Regions from separate parts of the Mus musculus genome. Here all the other regions are linked to region 2. The links are chromatin contacts, called in public HiChIP or PLAC-seq and promoter capture Hi-C maps. All regions are on one chromosome and are shown on one strand. Each heading gives the region's core, a stretch centred on a gene start, on an enhancer-like site or on the middle of the called end of the contact. The rest is flanking DNA. Distances are from core to core; before and after follow the strand shown. Region 1 has its middle 9.9 kb from the start of Gm51819. Region 2 holds the start of Mars1 (methionine-tRNA synthetase 1). Region 3 holds the start of Cdk4 (cyclin-dependent kinase 4).

The links. HiChIP or PLAC-seq counts read pairs in DNA pulled down with a chosen protein or histone mark. Capture Hi-C pulls out chosen DNA fragments and counts their contacts.
Region 1: an H3K4me3 HiChIP or PLAC-seq map of bone marrow-derived macrophages shows a contact between it and region 2, with 3 times the contacts expected there. The contact joins the enhancer-like site here to the promoter of Mars1 in region 2. A contact is called at or near these places in 8 of 39 promoter capture datasets (the HPC-7 cell line, cranial neural crest, embryonic stem cells and 3 more), 1 of 15 datasets of contacts at CTCF or cohesin (CD8 T cells), 7 of 484 Hi-C or Micro-C datasets (B cells, CD8 T cells, bone marrow-derived dendritic cells and 3 more), 14 of 115 datasets of contacts at active chromatin or transcription factors (the 230-238 cell line, CD8 T cells, the HPC-7 cell line and 7 more) and 3 of 9 other capture datasets (adipose tissue, liver and pancreatic islet).
Region 3: a contact with region 2 is called in a promoter capture Hi-C map of adipose tissue. The contact joins the promoter of Cdk4 here to the promoter of Mars1 in region 2. A contact is called at or near these places in 13 of 39 promoter capture datasets (the 3T3-L1 cell line, the C10 cell line, the HPC-7 cell line and 11 more), 2 of 15 datasets of contacts at CTCF or cohesin (CD8 T cells and the NIH/3T3 cell line), 15 of 484 Hi-C or Micro-C datasets (B cells, CD4 T cells, CD8 T cells and 7 more), 18 of 115 datasets of contacts at active chromatin or transcription factors (the 230-238 cell line, CD8 T cells, the SCID.adh cell line and 9 more) and 5 of 9 other capture datasets (adipose tissue, embryonic stem cells, embryonic tail and 2 more).

The regions. Positions count from the first base shown.
Region 1 is chr10:127,147,836-127,152,553 of GRCm38.p6, forward strand. No RefSeq gene overlaps it. Among named protein-coding and RNA genes, the nearest start is that of Gm51819, 9.9 kb to the right of the region's middle. Within about 2 kb of position 2,951, at least 62 of the 459 cell types and tissues checked have an H3K27ac peak or open chromatin away from gene starts, as enhancers often do. A contact at or near this core is called in CD8 T cells, bone marrow-derived macrophages, lineage negative bone marrow cells and 3 more, where this site is marked.
Region 2 is chr10:127,309,064-127,313,116 of GRCm38.p6, forward strand. It overlaps Mars1 (methionine-tRNA synthetase 1), which reads right to left and starts at 2,723. Exons shown (of 21, transcript NM_001003913.2): 1 at 2,458-2,723; 2 at 1,381-1,471; 3 at 1,157-1,235; 4 at 941-1,075. The coding sequence starts at 2,566. It also overlaps the pseudogene Gm6283.
Region 3 is chr10:127,061,266-127,065,506 of GRCm38.p6, forward strand. It overlaps Cdk4 (cyclin-dependent kinase 4), which reads left to right and starts at 2,270. Exons shown (of 8, transcript NM_009870.4): 1 at 2,270-2,494; 2 at 2,955-3,188; 3 at 3,320-3,455; 4 at 3,570-3,737; 5 at 3,890-3,999. The coding sequence starts at 2,971.

The sequences.
Region 1 (4,718 bases), core at 1,701-4,200, 160 kb before region 2:
CTGGACTAATTGGGTTTAAAAATTAGATCCAGGATCTGGGGGTGTAGTGCGAGTGGAAGAGCACTTACCTGTACAAATTGAGTCTGGGGATCAACTCTAGCACCACCTAAAACAAGGCACGAGCCAGGATCCCACCCCTGCTCTCGGGAGGCTGAGTCAGGTGGATCTCTGTAGGTTCAAAGTCAGCCTGCTCTACAAAGCCAGTTTTAGGCTACACAGAGTAGGGAGGCTCTGTTGCAAACAATAATGACAATCAAACAAGCCAGGCCTGGTGGTTCGTGCTGATCATCCAAATGCTTTGGTCACGGGAAGGGGGACAGAGGTTCAAGGCTATCCTCAACTACAACAGAACTTTGAAGTCAGTCTATTTACCTCAAACAAAGAACAGCACATGGGATTCACCAAACAGAGCTGGTTATTTGGAAAACTAAACAAAATTAATAATCCCCTAGCCAAATTAACCAGAGAGAGAGAAGATTCAATAGAATTAGAAATGAAGAAGTGTTGCAGACTATTTGATACATCGCAAAGCCCAAGATTGTGAACTAAAAAAAACGTGCGTAAACTCAGTCCTAGCACACACCTTTAACCCCAGAGCTTTTTGTTTATTGTAAAAAGGTTGGTGTGGTGTGGCTCAGTCCTCACACACACACACACACACACACACACACACACACACACACACACACCTTTAATCCAAAGAGCTTTCTGTAAACAATGATAAATTATTTCTCTACCAGTGAAATGAGCCAATTCAAGCCAGATTAGATGATATTAAATGCAGGTTTATTACAAAGGTGGTCTTGAACGAGTTCACTGGTAGTCACCATAGGAAGAGGGACTGGAGGGTGCAGGGAGAAAGAGATTAAAGATGCTTGTACAGAAAAAGAGAGAGACAGAGACAGAGAGACAGAGACAGAGACACAGAGACAGAGACAGAGACACAGAGACAGAGACAGAGAGGGGAAGAAGAAGGAGGAGGAGGAGGAGGGGGAGGGGGAGGAGAAGGAGAAGAAGAAGAAGAAGAAGAAGAAGAAGAAGAAGAAGAAGAAGAAGAAGGAGGAGGAGGAGGAGGAGGGGGAGGGGGAGGAGAAGAAGAAGAAGAAGAAGAAGAAGAAGAAGAAGGAGGAGGAGGAGGAGGAGGAGGAGGAGGAGGAGGGGGAGGGGGAGGGGGAGGGGGAGGGGGAGGAGAAAAGAGAGACCAAATGCCTGTAGGAGGAGGAGGGGGAGGGGGAGGAGAAAAGAGAGACCAAATGCCTGTATTATATAGGGAAGGAAGAACCTCTCAGGGAAGGGCAGCCCAGAAAGTTCAAGGTATGCCAGGTAAGGACTGAAGGATGCTGGGAGAACCTGGAGGCCAGGTCAGCTTTAGTATGTAAGATATGCACCTCAATGCCTTGGCCAGGGTCTGAAACAAAACAAACAGGATTAAATATAATCAGTGTTAGGTCAAGAGTTGCCAAGGAGCAAGCATAAGGAAGCAGAGAGGAGAGTCTTTGAGTCGAAGGGTATTTAAGACAGGGTGGAGAAGAAAAAGCCTTTTCCTTCTGGGAAGTCAGTGGAATAAGGAGGTCAGTGGGGTGCTTTCTCTGTCTCTCAGGGCTTGCAGGTTTTCACCCAGCATCTGGCTCCTGAATCTTCATTTGGTAAGTCAAACATCTGGCATTTTGTTTTTTTTTAAACAATGAAGAGATGTTATTGCAGAGTCTAATAAAACATAAAGAATCTCGAGGACTTTAAAAATATTATATTCCAAATAACTGGAAAACTTAGATGAAATTAATAAATTTCTAGACTCATGAGACCTATCAAGATTAAACCGAGAAGATATAACAGGTGTCTAGCCAGCTGAGGAGTGGAGGGCTGCTGGTGGGTCAGTCTCATTGGCCCTCAGGGGCTCCCTCCTTTGATAGATGGAAAACTTGAAGTAACTTCAGGCTACCCTCATTTTTGGAAAATAAATAGAATTATTCACGAAGTAACTGAGTCAATGGGGTGTGAATTAGACAATAGTGTACACATACACTATGCACTCATATCCTGTGCACACACACTGTGCACACATGCCCTGTTCACACATGTCCTGTGCACACACACATTGTATACACACACTGTGCACACACAAACTATACACACATATACTCACATATACACACATACCCTGTGTACACATACATTGTGCACACATACTGTGCACACACATACTGTGCGCACACACTGTGCACATAAACCCTGTGCACACACACACATACACATACACAAACACTGGGCTGCAATACTATGCCAAACAAGAGTGCTCTAAAGGGTGAATACTTCTGCCAGATGTGAAGTGTGTGGGTGGATTTGGTGGTGTTTGGTTGGTTAATTTGGTTCAGTTTTGGTTGTTGTTGTTGTTGTTGTTGTTGTTGTTGTTTTGAACAGGGTTTGTTTATATAGTCTTTAATGTCCTGGAACTAGCTCTATAGACTAGGCTGGCTTCAAACTCACAGGGACCTTGCTGGGTTCGTATCCTAAAAGATAATTCTTCCTTCCTTGTTTCCCAGATCAAGGCTCACCCGCTGCGCTTAGATGCAGAAAGTTTGATTTCATAACTTGTCATAGTGGAAAACTGGGTTTGTCCATAGAGTTTCTCCTCTCACCCTAGAAAAACAAAACAAAACAGGATACACCCCATGTCTATGCATGCATGTGGGTGTCCATGGAGGCCAGAAGGAGCCACCAAGACCCCTGCCTGTGCTGGAGTAACAGACGGTTTACTTTGATGCTAAAAACCAAACCCGGATCCACTGCAAGAGCAGTGACTTAACAATGACTCATTTCCCCAACCACTAAATTGTTTTCAGTTTTTAAATCCAGTTAGTTATTTGTTAACTTCAGAGGCAAGCCAAGCTGCCTAGGACTGAAGTCTCACTGTTGCCCGTGAGTGCCAGCCAGTGCGCCACACTCTTGTTGGAGATGAACTGTAGGGCCAAAGGTCAGTGTCAGCCCAGGGACACCACCATTCCTGGTTTCTTATCACCTCATAACTGGGGGTGACTGGGAGCTCTGACATGGAGCAGGGCTGCGTGTGTGTGTGTGTGTGTGTGTGTGTGTGTGTGTGTGTGTGTGTAGTTTATACATGGTTAAATAAAGTAATAGTTGGGGAGACAGCTTAAGCAGATCCACAATCATCAATGAAATTAAAACAGAAATGAAGAGCCTCCCAATAGCTGAGCAGTGGTAGTGCACACCTTCAGACCCAGCACTTGGGAAGCAGAGGTAGAAGGATCTCTGTGAGTTTGAAGCCAGCCTGGTGTACAGAGTGACAGCTATGGCTACACAGGAAAATCTTGTCTCAAAAACCAAAACACCAAAACCCAAGAAAACAAAAGGCTTAGGGTTTTACTGCTGTGAACAGACAACATGACCAAGGCAACTCTTATAAGGACTGGCTTATTTAATTTAATCGCATTTAATTGGGGCTGGCTTACAGGTTCAGAAGTTCAGTCCATTATCATCAAGAGCATGGCAGCATCTGGGCAGGCATGGTGCAGGAGGAGCTGAGAGTTCTCCATCTTCATTTGAAGGTTGCTAGCAGAATACAGGCTTCCAGGCAGCTAGGATGAGGTCTTAAGCCCACGCCCACAGTGACACACCTACTTCAACAAGGCCACACCTCCTAATAGTGCCACTCCCTGACCCAAGCACATACAAACCATCATAAGAGGTAAGCACAGAGAAGCAAACACTGGAGCTGGTCCACAAAGCAGGAACAGTGGGAACACCACCAAATGCATCGATGAAGGCAGCACTTCCCTGGTACCAAAACCAGAAGAAGAAACGAAGAAAGGAAATTATAGTCCAACTTCCTTGGACACAGGAACAACAACAACCAATCAATCAAATTTAGGCAAACTAACTCAAGAACACGTTCAGGCAGGAGCAGATGGACTGGGCTAAAGTATAAAGAAAACGTCATAAAAGACCCATTACTCTAGGTGCACACCAAAAAAGTAATTTTTAAAATAGGAAAGGAACAATGATAACATTGGGGAGACAAGAGCCAGGACTGGACCATCCATAAGTCCAGTCCCAGGGGATCTGGTGCCTTCTGACTCCTGAGGTCACTCAGCACACACGTGGTGCATGCACATACATGAAGGTAAAACATATAACATCAATAAATCTAAAAAAAAATATTTTCAAAGAAGGTGAGTGACGACAAGATGACTTAGCAGGTAAAGGGACTCAGTACCTAACCTGACAACCAGAGTTTGGTTCCCAGGATCCATACAGTGGAAAGATGTAGCCGTCCAGCAGCCATGGATGAACTGGGTACCTGAAAGGGAGGCTGGAAATGAAAAAGGATGGGGCAGAGATAAGAGAAGGATGAAGCCAAGACAAAGTTTTCTGATCAAAGCTCAAAGTTTAATATTCAGCTCTGTGTTTATATAGGGAAAACCCACAGACCCGTCCTTTGTTTCAGCTGGATTGTGTTCCTGTAGGAAACCGCAGAGGAGGCAAGGCAGGAGACTCCACCCTAGGTCGGAGGAAGACCAACTGGGGCAAACACTTAAAGTCTATTTAGCCTGCTCAGGGCTGGGGGAAGGGCACAGAAAGAGAGTTCCACTAGACAGGAGCACTATGGCACATGAACATACACATGCATATACCACACAGACAGACAGACAGATGACAGACAGATGGAGGGATTCAAGCATGCACACACGCATGTGAAA
Region 2 (4,053 bases), core at 1,473-3,972:
GGCTGTCCTTGCCAGTCTGACCTTACTTGCAGAGATCTGCCTGCCTCTGCCTCCAGAATCCTCGGATTCAATGCATGTGCCACCATACCCACCTTTTCATTAAGCTCGTATGTTACTATACCTCTGTTTGTTTGTTTAAATAAGGTGTCACATAGCTCCAGCTGTCCTGTCCTGAGCCCCTGTCCAGCTGTCCTGAGCCCCTGTCCAGCTGTCCTGAGCCCCTGTCCAGCTGTCCTGAGCCCCTGTCCAGCTGGCCTGAGCCCCTGTCCAACTGTCCTGAGCCCCTGTCTAGCTGGCCTGAGCCCCTGTCCAGCTGGCCTGATCCCCTGTCCAGCTGTCCTGAACCCTTGTCTAGCTGGCCTGAGCCCCTGTCCAGCTGGCCTGAGCCCCTGTCCAGCTGGCCTGAGCCCCTGTCCAGCTGGCCTGAGCCCCTGTGCATCCAAGGACGGCTTTGAACTTCTGATCCTTTTGTTTCTACCTCCCAAAAGTCGGGATTACAAATGTGTGCCACCATGCAGAGTTTTTGCTTTCTATGTGCCAAGTACTAAGTGAGTCAATGTGTGCTTTCTAACATAATCCTTAAGATAGCTCTAACTATGGCAGGAACTATCACTTCCATTTCACAAAATAAAATAAAATAAAATAAAATCAAGGACTAGTTGTGGCACAGGCCTTTGATCCCAACACCTGGCATGCTTCTTGAGTTTTGGTCCAGCCTGATCTACAGAGTGAGTTCCAGGACAGCCAGGGCTACACAGAGAAACCCTGTCTCGAAAAACCCAAAAATAAAAACAAAAACGATAACAAAAATGAAGAATTAGTGGGTTTAAGTAATGTGTCAAGGTTACCACGCTAATAATTAGTTGTTGGGGTCTGAATACACTTTCCCCACAAAGTCCTGTATCATAAGCCTTCCAGACCCCACTTCAAGTCAACTCACCCCAGCCAGGAAAGGACAGTTTTGACGACTCAAGCTGTGATCAATGTGAGTCAGGACTCTCCGAAGTGGGCCAAGTATATCTTCCCCTTTCTTGCCTTGAACCACTAGACAGTGTAGGGCAGCAGACAGAACTGGCTAAAATGCAGGGGAAATGGGTCAGGATGTTCATACAGAGGAAGGACAGGCTGCCCTCACCTCCCTGATACACGGATTCACCTGCAGTTCTGTTGCCTCCCATTCCAGCCACTGGTTGGTGAGATCATCTTGTTCCCAGCCACATAACAGAAAAAAATATCTGCCCAGGGAGAGAAAGTAAGTTGAAGCATCTGTCTAGTTCATGGATGAACCCACAGTAGAACAGTATTTGCAAATAAGGTCACAGAAAGATTAGTGATTCACCCTGATTTGGGCACCTCCCCACACCAAGAACCAATACTGACCGGCAGATTGCACTAGCAGAGAAGAGGTAGTTGCCACTATCCAGCTGCAAGACAGGGACCTTAGGCCGGGTAAGGAATGGTACCACACACTCTGAGACAGAGGAAAATGGGTGAAAATCAGGGGTAAGAAAATAAATGAGGAGGCTGGAGAGATGGCTCGGCTGTTAAAGAGCACTGACTGCCCTTCCGAAGGTCCTGAGTTCAATTTCCAGCAACCACATGGTGGCTCACAACCACCCGTAATGAGATCTGACACCCTCCTCCAGTAAATCTGAAGATAGCTGCAGTGTACTTAGATATAAGGCGGGGCGCAGCCTGAGCAAGCGGGGTTGACCAGAGCAAGCGGGGTTGACAGGAGCCAGCAGAAGTCCTGAATTCAAATTCCCAGCAACCACATGATGGCTCACAACCATCAGTACAGCTACGGTGTACTCATATATACATTAAATAAATAAGTAAATCTTAAAAGAAATGATTTGACGTCACATTGTGTGCTGGAGGCCTGGGTTTTCAATCTACAGTTTCGAAGGTAAGAACACTAACCGGGGAGGGGTGGTGGTGGAATATGCTAGAGGGGCCAGCTAGTGTTCAGTTGAGACTGCCAACTGCAAACAAGAGGTAGAGTCTACAGAGAGGTATAGAATAGTGCTGCAGTCAAGCTGTCAGGGAGGATCTGACCAGACAACTCTTAGAAAGTCACCCAAAAAAGTTGTCTGGGAATACGCAATAAACTTCAAGGACTGAGTGTGCACATGTCTGTACTGAGGTCCTGGAAGGAGAAAGGGGCTTCCCCAAAACGACACGGGAGGTTGGAGGTGATCGCGAGAGTGACCGGGCTGAGAGGGAGTTGCCATGATAGGTGGGTCCTGGAAAACTAACCAGAGGGGAGACTTAAAACGAGGTTTGAAGAGTACAGTGAGGGTAACTAAGGGAACTAACTTCAGAAGGGTTACGGAAACAAAGGTTGGCGTGACTAAAGTTAACGTTGAGTCGATTGGGGAACGGGCACTGGAGCCTGGCAAACAACTGTGAGATGAACACCCCTCACCCGCCGCCCACCGGCAGCCACTCCAGTACCTTCGGGGCCTACGGTGCTGATGAGCAGCTCCGCCCGACCCCGGGCCCTCGCGGCCGCAGCCAGCACGGGCAGGCTCCCCGGGGAACCCTCGCTCACGAACAGTCTCATCGTGCCTCGGAGCCCACGCTGATGCAATCGGAACCGGCCTCCCGCTCCTGGGTTAAGCTGCAAGGCACGTCGGGAAATGGAGTTCTGTGTCGGCCGGACGCTCGCGGTAGGCTCCAGGAAAGCCGACTACTCATCCCATCACGCACCATTACGAAACAGGAAATGGTTACCAACGAGACCCGGAAGTTGACGGTGCGGGCTAGCGTGGCACTCTGGGTCGGCCGGCTCCGAGAGGGTCCTTTGAACTGTTGAAGTCGGCCGCTGTAAAGCGATCCGATGGAGACGACGCGATGGGTGGCATTTTCTGATTCCTTACTGGTCGTTGAAGTGGTATCGCACGCGCCGATTCAAGTTGTTAAGGATCGGAGTTTTTAATTGGTTTGTGTGCGGGTAGTCCGAGAGCGTGGCGATGCATTTAGCTACAAGATTAAAAATCAGTTGGGGAACTGTGAGCAAACTTTAGTGTCAACGTGGAAATTAATGTGGCTGTCCATCAGCCACAAAGGATGTGGCTCGCGAACCTTTATTACTTAGGAATTGGGAATGTAGTTTAGTTAGTAAGCGTTTGCTTAGCATGTGCAAACCGCTGGGTTCACCCCCGGTACACAACACTGTGTGGTGGTGTGTCCACTCCTGTAATCCCAGCGTTGAAGAGGTGGTGATAAAATTATCATAAATTCGACGTTATCCTCTATTGCAAGCCAGCCTAAGCTACTAGGGATCTGTCAGTAAATCAGTGAGGAAGCCTGGAAAGATGGCTCAGCGGAGAACACAGGCCAGGCTGTCCTTTTCCTGGACTCTCCTTTGACCCATTTGCATGGTTGACAGTTGTCTGTAACTTGAGTCCTAGGGGAATCATGCGCCCTCTTCTGGTCTTCATGATTACTGCATGCATGTGGTGCAGAGACCTCCCTGCACTCGAAACCCCTTACAAATAAAAGAAAAAGGAGTTGGGTGTGGTGGGACACTCCCTTAATTCCAGGACTCAGAAGGCGAAGGCAGTTGGATCTCTTTGAGTTCAAAGCTATCCTGGTCTTTATAAACCTAGTCTCAAAAAAAAAAAGTGTGTGGTTTTTGTTTTGTTTTATTTTGTTCTTAATTAAAAATAAGGGGTTTAGAGATAACTCTGGTTCGGGAGCACTTGATGCTCATCCAAGCACACACATGACAGGCAGATCACAACCTTCTGTAACACTAGTGCCTCTTCTGGCCTCCATAGACCTGCCCAAAAATAGTACACTCAACTTGCAGGCAAGACCTTGATACACATTAAAAAAAAACAAAAATAAACCAAGCAAGCCCTGACATAAAAGTGAAAATGCACTAGTCTTCCATTTACATATAGCTAGACAATCACAGCAAAGGGAGATGAGAGTTATGCTACAAAAGGTCAAATTGAGGGGGAAGTGAGAGATTTCGCAACAAAGCCAAATAAACACATGCAAAGGGATATCTTATCTTTAAAAAAAAAAAGTATGAGGCTCTTC
Region 3 (4,241 bases), core at 1,020-3,519, 250 kb before region 2:
CAGACAGCTAAAAAACCCAAACAGCCCTAGGAACATAGCCAAAGAAACACCCACCTCTCCAGCCCCTTAGCCAATTTAGGCCTGGATTTTTTTTTTTTCTTTCTGCTCTTGTTGGCAAGGCAAGAAGCATCGAGGCAGCAGCAGGAGATGTGTCTGATGCACACCTTCTGTGGTGTGGTGCTTGACTGTGATTTACATGAATCCTCAATTTACATTCACATTCTCATATACATTCCCTCCCCCAACCCCCTCTCAGTCAAGGTTTCAACTTGTAGTCCTGGCTAGCTGGGAATTCACTAAGTAAACTAGGCTGGCATGAACTCACAGAAATCCACCTGCTTCTGCCCCAGTCCTCTGGGATTAAAAGCATGTGCCACCATAACCCATCACTGTTACGTTGTCGACCAGAAAAGTAAGAAGTTAGAATGGAATACACAGCAAAACAGGTAATAAAATAGTTTTAGCCTGGGTGTGGTGGCTCAGGTCTAGAACCCAAGCATGTGGACATTGCAGAGTCTGAGGCCAGCCTGGGCTACCTGGCAAGAAAGATCCAGTCTCAAAGAAAGAAAAGACAGAGAAAGGAAAAGAGAGAAAGAAAAGAAAAAAAAAGTGGTGCATACCTTTAACCTTAGTTCTTGGGAGATGGAGCAGGAGGATCAAGTATTTGAGGCTAGCTACGTGTCCATTTCAAGACCAACCTGGGCTATATGAGACCTTGTTCCATTAAAACAAAACAAATATCCACAATAAAATAAATCAGAGCCAAAATCGTTGCTCATGCCTATAAAAACAGCATTTAGGGGCTTTAGCACAAAAATTGCAATTAATTTGAGACCAGCCTCAACTCTAGTGTCTCAAATATGATTTTAGAATTTAGGGTTCAGGAATATAGCTCAGTGACTGAACCCATGCTTACTGCATATAAAAACACTAACTCCAAGCCGGGTGTGGTGGCACACGCCTTTAATCCCAGCACTCAGGAGGCAGAGGCAGGCAGATTTCCAAGTTCGAGGCCAGCCTAGTCTACAGAGTGAGTTCCAGGACAGCCAGGGCTACACAGAGAAACCCTGTCTCGAAAATCCAAAAAACCAACCAAACAAACAAACAAAAAAACACTAACTCCAATCCCCAGCACCCCCACCCCAAATCAATTTAAAATAGCTCTAGATTTTAGGCAATTTTTCACAAATGGGAACATGGTCCTTCATCCCATATCCCTAAGAGGTGGGAGACAATAAAGGAGTTGGAGCAGACGAAATCGTCACACAGATCTACCTCTGTCTAACTAGATTTCTGTAGGCAGACCATTTAGGAAACGCTGATCAGATCAAGAATATGTTCTAAGCTGGACTGGGGAAAAAATAGGAACATGACCCCAACGAGGAGTTGCAGGTTTGCAAAAGGACACGTCATCTTCCAGCAATGTGGTGGTGACTGACCCTGGACATGCTTACCCTGTCATCTGTTTATGCAATCACATATATATGTAGCAATCTTAGTGTAAAGACTCTTGTAAAATCAAGAACCCCTATTTTCAATCACTTCTTGCTGCTTTTAATATTCCTGGGGAGGTTTACAGGTTGGGAAGAGGGAGGGCATTAAATTGCTGCCCCCCCATACCCATACAGTGGCTTATTATATTTCCTTCTGTCCATCTTTTAATCCTAGTTTCCTCCTCAGATAGAAATTATTTATTCCCTGTTTTATAAGACCACAATTACCTATACTAGTTATCTTTATCATCACTTCAAAGGGCGAGTGACTGAGACACCAAAACAAAAACATCGCATACCAACTGGAAGGAAGCACTTAGTAAAATTGTGTTGAATGAATGAGTAAAAGAAAGACACAAATACGAATGTTTCCCCATGGCGGTGGAGTGGAAATGTTACAGCACCATTTCTGGCACCAGGATCTCCCACTAACACCTCGACCTCCCGCCCACTCAGAGACCCATAGTGAGACTGAAGATGCGCTCTGGCTCGGCCTTGAGCCCAGAGTTGAGAGCTGGTTGGCCCGGTTGCCATGACACCGCCTTGTGCTCCACCCTCTCTCGCCCCCACACACCCCCTCGGCAGTCAGGGTATGGCAGCCAGTCACGTGCCACACAGCGTAACCACACCTCTGCTTCCCAGCGCAAAGTCAAGGGGTCACGTGGGATAGCAACAGGTCACGTGGCCGTCAGGGCCCCGCCCCCTTCCCCACCACACCCCTCCCATCAAAGCAGCCCGGGTTGCCCACTGCGCAAGGGTGAAGATCACGTGTCCAGAACGTCCGGCGCCCGCCCCGCCCCCCGGGTTTCCGCGCGCCTCTCTGGCAGCTGGTCACATGGTGAGGGTGGGGGTGAGGGGGCCTCTCTAGCTCGCGGCCTGTGTCTATGGTCTGGCCCGAAGCGTCCAGCTGCCCGGGACCGATCCCCGGTGTATGGCGCCGCAGGAACCGGCTCCCGGGCCCAGATAAAGGGCCACCTCCAGAGCTCTTAGCCGAGCGTAAGGTGAGTGCAGTCTCATCCAGGATCGGGGGACCAGTCCCCGCCACCACCAGCACCCTCCAGCTCCCCACGCGTGCGCGTCGCTGGCTGATTATGGAAGGTGGCCCAATGGCGGGAAGTGGGGCCTTTGTGGTCGCGGGCAAGGGTGTGATTTTGGAGAGTGAAGTGCAGAATCTTCGGTGCAAACCCTGTGCACTGTGTGATCCTCTTTGTGCCTAGTGCGATGTCCTCCGAAAGGAAAGAAAGCATTCTTTTTCTTCCTCCGGGACAAAACGTGGCCGGAGGAGGAGGGTTTGATGGGAGTCTTTGTGTTACCTAAGGCGCGGGCCCTGGAAGTGTGGAGGGGTGGGATGTTGCTGATCGCGTTGGCGAGGTCTTGTGCAGGAGTTCCTTTGTTACCGCCGGGTCATCCCCCTCCTAACCGTGAGAGTGAGTTTGGTATTAGAAGCCTCTGTGATTGTAGATCCCCTGCTTCGAGAATGGCTGCCACTCGATATGAACCCGTGGCTGAAATTGGTGTCGGTGCCTATGGGACGGTGTACAAAGCCCGAGATCCCCACAGTGGCCACTTTGTGGCCCTCAAGAGTGTGAGAGTTCCTAATGGAGGAGCAGCTGGAGGGGGCCTTCCCGTCAGCACAGTTCGTGAGGTGGCCTTGTTAAGGAGGCTGGAGGCCTTTGAACATCCCAATGTTGTACGGTGAGAAGGTTGGATTGGGAGTGGGGCGGAGAGGACAATAGGACCCGTAAGGCAGGAGTGGGACCCTAGAACGCCAGAGGCCACGTTGAGACAAAGGGGACGACTAGCTGGTGATCATTTGTTCTTCTCAGGCTGATGGATGTCTGTGCTACTTCCCGAACTGATCGGGACATCAAGGTCACCCTAGTGTTTGAGCATATAGACCAGGACCTGAGGACATACCTGGACAAAGCACCTCCACCGGGCCTGCCGGTTGAGACCATTAAGGTGAGTAGGGGTGGGGCTGGGGGCGAGGGTGGACCGATCTTTGCAATAGAAGTTGTTGGGATTTTGAAGTGATACATAGTTTCCGGTGTTCTGTGCTTTCTTCTTGAAAAACAGGATCTAATGCGTCAGTTTCTAAGCGGCCTGGATTTTCTTCATGCAAACTGCATTGTTCACCGGGACCTGAAGCCAGAGAACATTCTAGTGACAAGTAATGGGACCGTCAAGCTGGCTGACTTTGGCCTAGCTAGAATCTACAGCTACCAGATGGCCCTCACGCCTGTGGTCAGTAAAAGGCGTTAGCCGACTAGGTTGTGATAGGGGTAGCTCTTGGTGGTTTCCCATAGCAACTGAGGAGTCTTGTACATGAAGTTTTCAGAGCCAGGCAGGTCTGGTTCGTGAGGTCGACACTCACTCATTTCTACTATTCTCTTCAGGTGGTTACGCTCTGGTACCGAGCTCCTGAAGTTCTTCTGCAGTCTACATACGCAACACCCGTGGACATGTGGAGCGTTGGCTGTATCTTTGCAGAGATGTTCCGTCGGAAGTATGGGACTAGAAACTTTTTGTTGTTAATGGTACAGGGTTAGTCCTGGCCGTAGATCAGGTTGGCCTTGAACTCACAGAGCCCTGGGATTAAAGGCATGCGTTACCACCGCCCGTATGGGACTTGAAGCTCTTAACCTACCTTCAGTTGCACATAGCTTTGGCTGCTTGTCTTACTGTGCTAGAGGTTGAAATCAGAACTCACACACACTCAGTAAATGCTTCCGTGCCACTGAACTTCAC